2 separate regions of the Arachis hypogaea genome follow, and region 1 is linked to region 2. The links are chromatin contacts, called in public Hi-C maps. All regions are on one chromosome and are shown on one strand. Each heading gives the region's core, a stretch centred on a gene start, on an enhancer-like site or on the middle of the called end of the contact. The rest is flanking DNA. Distances are from core to core; before and after follow the strand shown. Region 1 holds the start of LOC112743537 (L-type lectin-domain containing receptor kinase IV.1). Region 2 holds the start of LOC112743536.

The links. A called contact is a pair of places that touch in the nucleus more often than the background predicts.
Region 1: a Hi-C map of an unstated tissue shows a contact between it and region 2, with 4 times the contacts expected there. The contact joins the promoter of LOC112743537 here to the promoter of LOC112743536 in region 2. A contact is called at or near these places in 2 of 8 Hi-C or Micro-C datasets (leaf and an unstated tissue).

What each region holds. Positions count from the first base shown.
Region 1 is chr14:97,384,280-97,388,512 of arahy.Tifrunner.gnm2.J5K5, forward strand. It overlaps LOC112743537 (L-type lectin-domain containing receptor kinase IV.1), which reads left to right and starts at 1,648. Exons shown (of 2, transcript XM_025792784.3): 1 at 1,648-3,253; 2 at 3,801-4,233. The coding sequence starts at 1,867.
Region 2 is chr14:97,238,749-97,242,831 of arahy.Tifrunner.gnm2.J5K5, forward strand. It overlaps LOC112743536, which reads left to right and starts at 1,615. Exons shown (of 12, transcript XM_025792783.3): 1 at 1,615-2,020; 2 at 2,144-2,276; 3 at 2,416-2,489; 4 at 2,587-2,633; 5 at 2,725-2,875; 6 at 2,949-2,987; 7 at 3,056-3,257; 8 at 3,356-3,417; 9 at 3,543-3,643; 10 at 4,083. The coding sequence starts at 1,786.

The DNA.
Region 1 (4,233 bases), core at 398-2,897, 150 kb after region 2:
TATAAATCATGGAGGGGCCAAATGTGGAGAGGTAGAGTGTTATTTACAAATGGAGGGGAGGATAGTTTTGTGGCTCTGAAAAAATTCAAAAGAGCAAAAGACATGGTGTGAAATTCACAGATAGAGAACCGCTTAGTATTTTTATCCGATCTTCGAGTACGTTGGCAGAGATTAAGCTCAGCATATTACGGAAGCTCGGTACATGTGGGACGAAGTGGGTAAAAAAGTTGTTTTACAAGATTTTCGTTGCCGTTGTGTCAACTGGTGTGAGATATGAGATCTTTGTGATAGGGTCGGATAAAGACCTGCAGGTCTTGTTTCACTGCAGGCATAGTTTTCCGGAGGTGAGGATACCTGAGCTGCTTGCGAAGTTGGAAGATGGTGTGGAGAGCTCCGGGGCATTGGCACCGAATCCTCGACATCGATGCCTGTGGTAGCAGCGGCAATTCTGATTCCTGAGCCCGAATGTGTTGGGGCTGTTCATGCAAGTGTGCCTCCTGTTGTGCCTGATTTTGGATTTGAGGCCGGACCGGATCGAGTTGAGAATGCGCTGTGTGATGATGATTTGGATGAGGAGCCGGTCGATATTGGTGGGGACAGTGATGATGATATTCGAAGAGGTACATGAACAGTCCATGGAGATTCCGGTTCTGGAACACAAGAGTACCCTCCCCATCTGTCGTCTTTGAACTTGGAAGCCATCCGCCAATACCAGAATGTAGAGGCAATATTCGATGGACAAGATATGCATGATGGAACACCTTTTTAATTTGTTTATACGATAAACAAGATAAATAATGAAACCTAAAAATATAAATTAATTCTAAATACCTATTTTAGTAAATAAAAAAATTAAAAAATATATTAAAAAAATCCCTTATCTTGAGGACTAATTAACTAAAAAAATTAGAAAAAACTGTTCCATTTGCTTTCAAATAATTTTTCACTTTTAAAATTCTATTTGTTTTTATATAATTATTTACTAAACAAATTATATTTATATTTAATATTATTATTGAAAAAATAAAGAAGAAAATGTTAGTAAAATAATCATAGAATAGAGAGAATAAATAAATAAAACAAAAGATAATTAATTTTATGAATAGTATTTTAAGGCGCCCTATATTTACAGCACTCGTAAAAAATTAGAACAGCAAATAATAAGATAGAAAGTGACAGATCACGGATCACACCAAAAATAAAAGAAATGAAGTGATGGATCTAAAATTCTACATTAAAAAAAAAATCTTCGACGAGATTACATTTTAGGTGAAATAAAAAAAATATAAGAAAAAAATCATTCAACGAGATTACATTTCATTTCTTTAAATAAAAATTTAAAATTTAGAGAATTTAAATTCCAAAAAAAAGGATAAATAGATCTTTCACCTTTTGGCTCACATACATTTAAATTTTTAAAAATTTAAAAATATATTTTAAGTTTAAATTTTTGAGGGCCAAAAGATCAACTACCTGTTTATCTTTCTCTCTCTTTTTTTTTTTTTTTTACCAAAGATAGCATACTCGAACCCGCAACCTCTTAATTGAGTTAAGAGTATGGAGAGACTATGTCATTTGAACTATAACTCATTGGCTTATCTTTCTCTTTAATAATAATAATAATGACGCATTCCAAATTTTTTTTTTGGGAAAATGACAATGAATCAATGATATTGATACATCGCTCAGTTTCAACCTACAACCTGGAGAGGATATATTTGAAACGTTTCGTCTCCAAGTAAAATATTTAAACTAAAATTCGTGCTTCAAATTTAAATATGTGTATGATTTACGTCTTTATATATTCTCAAGACAAAATCCATTGACCATGACCATAAGAACAACCACAGTGCACAATTTGCAATAATGCACAGTATAGCCATGTCTCTAAAGCTTCTTGCAGTGCTGTTTTTGCAGGTGGAAATGGCAGTAGTAGCAAATGAAGATTATAACACCAACTTCATCTATAACAATGGCTTCCAGTCTTCAAACTTGACCCTGGATGGCATCGCGGGGATAACAACCAACGGTCTTTTAAAACTTACAAACGACACAAAACAAGAGAAAGGTCACGCGTTCTATCCATATTCCGTTACTTTTAAGAACACCACTTCCGGTTTCAATAACGAAGAAGTTTTTTCTTTCTCAACTACTTTTGTTTTTGCAATACGGTCTCAATACTCAGCTCTGAGTGGCCATGGGATTGTTTTCGTGATTGCGCCGCAGAGAGGGCTTCCGAATTCTCTACCAAGCCAGTACCTCGGCCTCTTCAACAAAACGAACAATGGAAACGCAACCAATCATGTGTTTGGTGTGGAACTTGACACCATTCTCAGCACAGAGTTCTTTGATATCAACGATAACCATGTTGGAATCGATATAAATGATTTGAAATCAGCACAGTCACAACCTGCAGGGTATTATAGTAATTCCGGTTTCAAGAATTTGAGCCTTATCAGTGGCTACCCTATGCAAGTTTGGGTGGAATACGATGGTGTGAAGAAGCAAATTGATGTTACTTTAGCACCAACCAACGTTGAAAAGCCGCAAAAGCCCTTATTATCATTGACCAAAGATCTTTCACCGATTCTAAACAATACCATGTATGTTGGATTCTCTTCCTCAACCGGTTCAGTTTTAACTTCCCATTATGTTCTTGGTTGGAGCTTTAAGATCAATGGCCAAGCTCAACCGCTTCTTATTTCTCAACTCCCAAAGCTTCCAAGGCTAGGTGAAAGAAAGGAATCAAAGGCTCTCACTATTGGGGTACCTATGATTTCACTCACTGTGGTGTTCGTGGTGATTCTAGCGGTGATTTATTTCATAAGAAGAAAGAAGAAGTTTTCAGAGTTGGTTGAAGATTGGGAAATGGAATACGGTCCTCACAGGTTTAAGTACAAAGATCTTTACTTTGCAACAAAGGGGTTCAAGGAGAAGGAGCTTTTGGGAAGTGGTGGATTTGGAAGGGTCTACAAAGGTGTGATGCCAGCTTCTAAGGTTGAGGTTGCTGTGAAGAGGGTGTCCCATGAATCTAGGCAGGGGATGAGGGAATTTGTGGCAGAGATTGTTAGTATCGGCCGCCTCCGCCACCGTAATCTGGTTCCTCTCCTCGGATACTGCCGTCGTAAAGGGGAGTTGCTTCTTGTCTATGACTACATGCCCAAGGGAAGCTTAGACAAGTATCTGTATAACCAACCAAGAGTCACCCTCAATTGGAACCAAAGGTTCATAATCATCAAAGGAGTTGCTTCAGGTTTGTTAAAATAAATTTTTTCAACTACGACTCAAAGTTCCAAAAATGTTGGATTGAACTGATATATGTCAATATGTGTGTCTCACATTTTATGTGTACTAACATATTCTCTTGATTGAGCAACACCTCTCTATAACTGAGAGATGCTATGTCTACTTCTATATGTAATGACTATATCAAAAGTAAAGGAAGAGTAATATAAGTAGGTACGGTTGTTGAATATAGTCCTAAAGGTAGATCCTTTTCTGTTAATTTGGTATATTGAAAAGGTGGTTATTTTCAACATATTTGATTGAATCATCTAATGGTTCATAATATCATATTTATATGAAGAGGTCTTTATGGACATAGCCACCTATTAAAAATACTTCATGATATTAAAAATAATCTTTAGAGAATAATTTGTATAAAATAAAATAAAAATATTTTGTGAATTTAATTTGAGGGAAACCTCTCATATTTTGAGAATTATCTTATATTTGCAAATTGCAATGTAGCATTAACCCCCACCAAATTAAAAATTTTCTGGATTTGTGATGCGGTTCAGGTCTGTTCTATCTACACGAAGAATGGGAGCAAGTAGTGGTCCATAGAGACATAAAAGCGAGCAATGTATTACTAGATGCAGAATTGAATGGCAGGTTAGGTGACTTTGGTCTTGCAAGGTTGTATGACCATGGAAGTGATCCTCAAACCACACATGTTGTCGGAACACTTGGATACCTTGCACCTGAGAACACTAGAACCGGTAAGGCCACTACAATGTCCGACGTATATGCTTTCGGCGCATTTCTTCTTGAAGTTGCCTGTGGAAGGAGGCCAATAGAGCTAGTAGATGAATCCGAGAACTCAATACTGGTTGATTGGGTTTATAGTTGTTGGAAAAATGGTGAGATTCTTGAGGCAAAGGATCCAAATTTCGGCACAGATTATAGAGCAGAAGAGGTTGAACTTGTGTTGAAACTTGGTTTGTTATGTTC
Region 2 (4,083 bases), core at 365-2,864:
CCATTGCAGGGTGCTAACTCAGGAACAACAATCAAGGATGACAAGTTTAATGAAATTTGTGCCTACTCTCAGTTTCAAAGCACAAAAAAAAAAGACTTGAAGAAATTAGTTAGATGTGTTTAGGGAGATTATGAAAATTAGTATGTGACATTAGACCTTTAATGTTTTGTTAAAATTTAGACAATGACTACTAAGATCAGTCCTGATTATTTTGATATCACAGTGGATCTTTTGATGTTAATACTCATGATGCTTGGTTATGCATCTTTTTTGTTCAACTATGATAACTAATTTAATATAAATCTGGTTTGTTAGTTTAACTTGCCTATTGTAATCCTATTTAAATATAACTCAATTTTGTTGAGTCATGTGTAAGTCACAGGAATACCACAAATTAAATTATTCATTCTATTCAAATATTTTTACACAATACATCTTCCATTACATTACATTACAAAAATTCTTCCATAATTTTTTCTTCAAAATTTGTAACACATCACTAACAAAAACACTACCATCATAAACACAGATACCATCAACAAATGGGTCATGAATTTCTAACTTCTTACATCATCTTCCAACCTCCCAACCCTCCATGCTAGGTTCATCTTCTTTCCACCATTGACTCTATCAAAATCTACTATTCTAGCACTTTTCTCTTGTCCAATGTCAACCCAGACAAACATACCGCACTAAGTCTTTTTTTCTTGTCTGAAATGAACCAACAAAAGATGATGAAATGAAGCAGGCAAGAACAAATGAACAAAATATTATATATTTAACTTACATTATAATTGGGACATCCATAAAATGGCTTGTTTGGATTTGATTCTGTTCCAGACCATCGCAGAACTGAACGGTAACCGCACCCACACTATTCCGGCACCCTCGTATTTCTGTTCCGGTTTTGTGACCTGACCTAGTTACCGCTTGAAGGAGAGCGAATCGAGTTTCCAGCTACGATGCTTCCACCACCCACCATGATGCTGTAACTAATAGCGATGAATGACAAAGATTTAACAAGAAGAAGAGAAACAAGAAGAGAAGAAGATAAAGAAGAATAAGAAGATAGGAGGAAGGAAGACGGAAGTTGAAGAAGAACCCAACTCAGATAAATGAGAGAAAATTAGGGTTTTAGGGACTAAATTGGGTACAAATACAACCCTCGCCACGTTATCTAGCCGTTGTAGGGTTTAGCGTGGTAGAGAGGGTGCCACCATGGCACTCCGTTTGCTGAGTCATTACCGAAAAGGGTTGAGAGACCACGTTGGTGTCCAAATCTAAATCTGGAGGACCAGTATAGATAATTTTAAAGAATAAATAACCACTTGTATCCATGAAAGATGAAAATGCTGACATATGTACCCACACTAAATCGAAACTAAACTTGTACCCACGCAAGATACTTTTTGTGTGACAAAAGTACCCTGTCTTTGGAAGGTTGGAGTGCCACGTAGGGTACTTTTATCACACGGCAGACATCTTACGTGGGTACAAGTTTAGTTTCGATCTAGTATGAGTACATATGTCAGTGTTTTCATCTTTTATGGATACGAATGATCATTTATTCATCAAAGACCAAAATAAGTAATTACAGGGCCAAAATGGATAATTAATTCAACACACTTGAGTACTTTTCATGATTTAAACGCCGAACCAAACGCGTCCTAAAACCGAACTAGTTTGAGGAACATTCTTAACCAAAACCCTACCCCCCAGTCACACTTCACTCAGAGTCTCACACGCTACTCGTTCTGAACACACCCCTTCTTCACAATAACCATCATGTTTCGCATAGCATCATCGAGGTTATCCTCAAGAGCTGCTTCTTCTGTTTCTTCCACCGCATCATTTCTTGCGTCTCTCACTGCAAAACCATCTCCCGTTTCACTCACACCTCTCGCTGCGACATCGTTTAGGTCATACGGCAATGGCTTGGAGCTCGACAAGTCCATGGCTAATCCTGATGCTATTAATATGATCAATTACGCTTTAAACCACGCTAGGACCGACAAATCATGTAATTAATCCAAAAACTGAAAACAAAAATGCCATTTTTAGGGTTTACACCCCGAGACTGTCTTTATTGATTCTATTAATGATTGAAGTTAACGTCTTTTTTTTCTTTTTGGTTCGTCAATAGTTGGGTCGTACGGACTAGGTTTGCTTGTGTTGAAGCACTGCCTTACGATTGAGTTAACTGAAGGCAAAGACCCCAAAAATGAGAATTCTAAAGGGATTGCTTTGCTTGCTATGTCCACCTTGGAATATGAAAGGTTCTTATCATTTATTTATTTAAGTTCGGATTTTGGTCTTTTATTAGAAATGTGGGAGCTCCAGTTTTGGTGGTTGGTTAGTTAGTTTGAATTCATTGAGAGTTTTGTATAATTTAAACCTTTTCTTTTCTTTTTTCAGGGGAGAGTATGATATTGCATTGGAGAAGCTACAGAGTATTCACGAATTAACCAATGCTTACTTGGGTGTCAGAGGTAATTTCACTTTTTCTTGGTAGTTTCTTTTTTTTTTTTTTTTTTTTTTAATTATTAATATTAGTAATTTCATGTGAATTTTGGTTTATTATTGTAGTTGCTGCCCTTGAGGCTGAGGCTGGTCTTTATCTAGAGTTGGGGCAGGTTCGTATCTACAAATCCTTGAAAAATATTTTCTTTCGAGTTCTTGTGTTGGTCCCGTTCATATTTATTCAGATGAAGTTTTGCTATACAGGATGATAAGGCATCTGCAATTGCTGATAAATGTGTAGAGGTTGTCGAGAAACAGAAAACAGATGATGATGATGAGGATTTTAAGGCTCTAATTCTTCGTGCTAAAGCACTGAAGGGGCTGATTGAGCTTGTCAAGGGAAGTATCGAATCAGGTAGTTGTGTGCTAATGGTGTATTTGTTCGTTTTTGTGATTCTTGATGAGTGCTTATTATGTTCTTGGTGCAGCTGTCCCTTTTTTTGACAAATCTATCCAGCTCAGCGACGGTATGATTCGTCTCATCTGGTTTGTAGAAAGCATTCTTGTACTTCCAAATTAACAGTTGGTTATATAGGTACTGCTGCTCTATCATATGGAGAATTCCTATACCTTAAGCAAAACTATTCAATGGCGAAAGAGGTCTACACGAGTGTCCTAAAAGGAGCTTCCGACATAAAAAAATTTGGCAATCCATATTTAGGAGCTTGTAACATGAACTTGGAGGGTTTAATGATGGGGGCACTGTGTTCTCTAGGGCAGCTTGAAACATATCAGGGGTATGCTCAATTTTTTCATTTGGTTTTCCTTAGTTATACCACAAACTTCCTTTTTTATGTTGAGACATATGATACATCACTAATAATTGTTGGTTTAGGAACTATGGTAATGCAGAGAAGGCTTTGACACAGGCATTAACATTGGCAGAGGAAACCTATGGTGACTTCTATATTCGTTTGATTCATTACCTAAACTCAATATAAAAATTTGGTTAGCACTTTTTACAGAACCTGATAATGGCATGTTATGTTACTAAAATCTCCTGGCTTTATCAATTTGTAAAGGTGAAAAGCATCCCAAGGTGGGTGTTGTCTTAACAAGCATAGCCCTCATGTATAGGCGTAGAGCAATGGAGGAGCGTACAAGCTCTCTGATGGTTCAAGAGGTTAGACTTAGAACTCTCCATGCATTCTTAATTATTTTTTTAATCATCTCTTTTCTTTATAAAAAATAACAGTGATACACTAACTAGGATGCTTTGACAGGTCTTGACTCTTAATTTAGTTTTCATTGTCAGAATTCGGTGCTGTGAAACATTCACACTGAAATATTTGCTCTGGTTTTATTCAACTAATCAATTTTCAAATTGCCCGTGCACTTATGTAGACCGTGGATAAGAATTTTGATCTGTCCTTCTCTTTTGTGCATGACACTGTTTTCTCTAAAAAACTTTACTTATTTAATAACTGGTCTACAAGTTTTCTATTAGAAGTTGTTTTCCTTACTAGTGTCTGCAAATTAAACAATGTATTTTCTGATGGAATTGTTTCACACTGCTTAACTACCCTTGGCTGCCTAGTAATTATACAGAAAAATATTGACAGG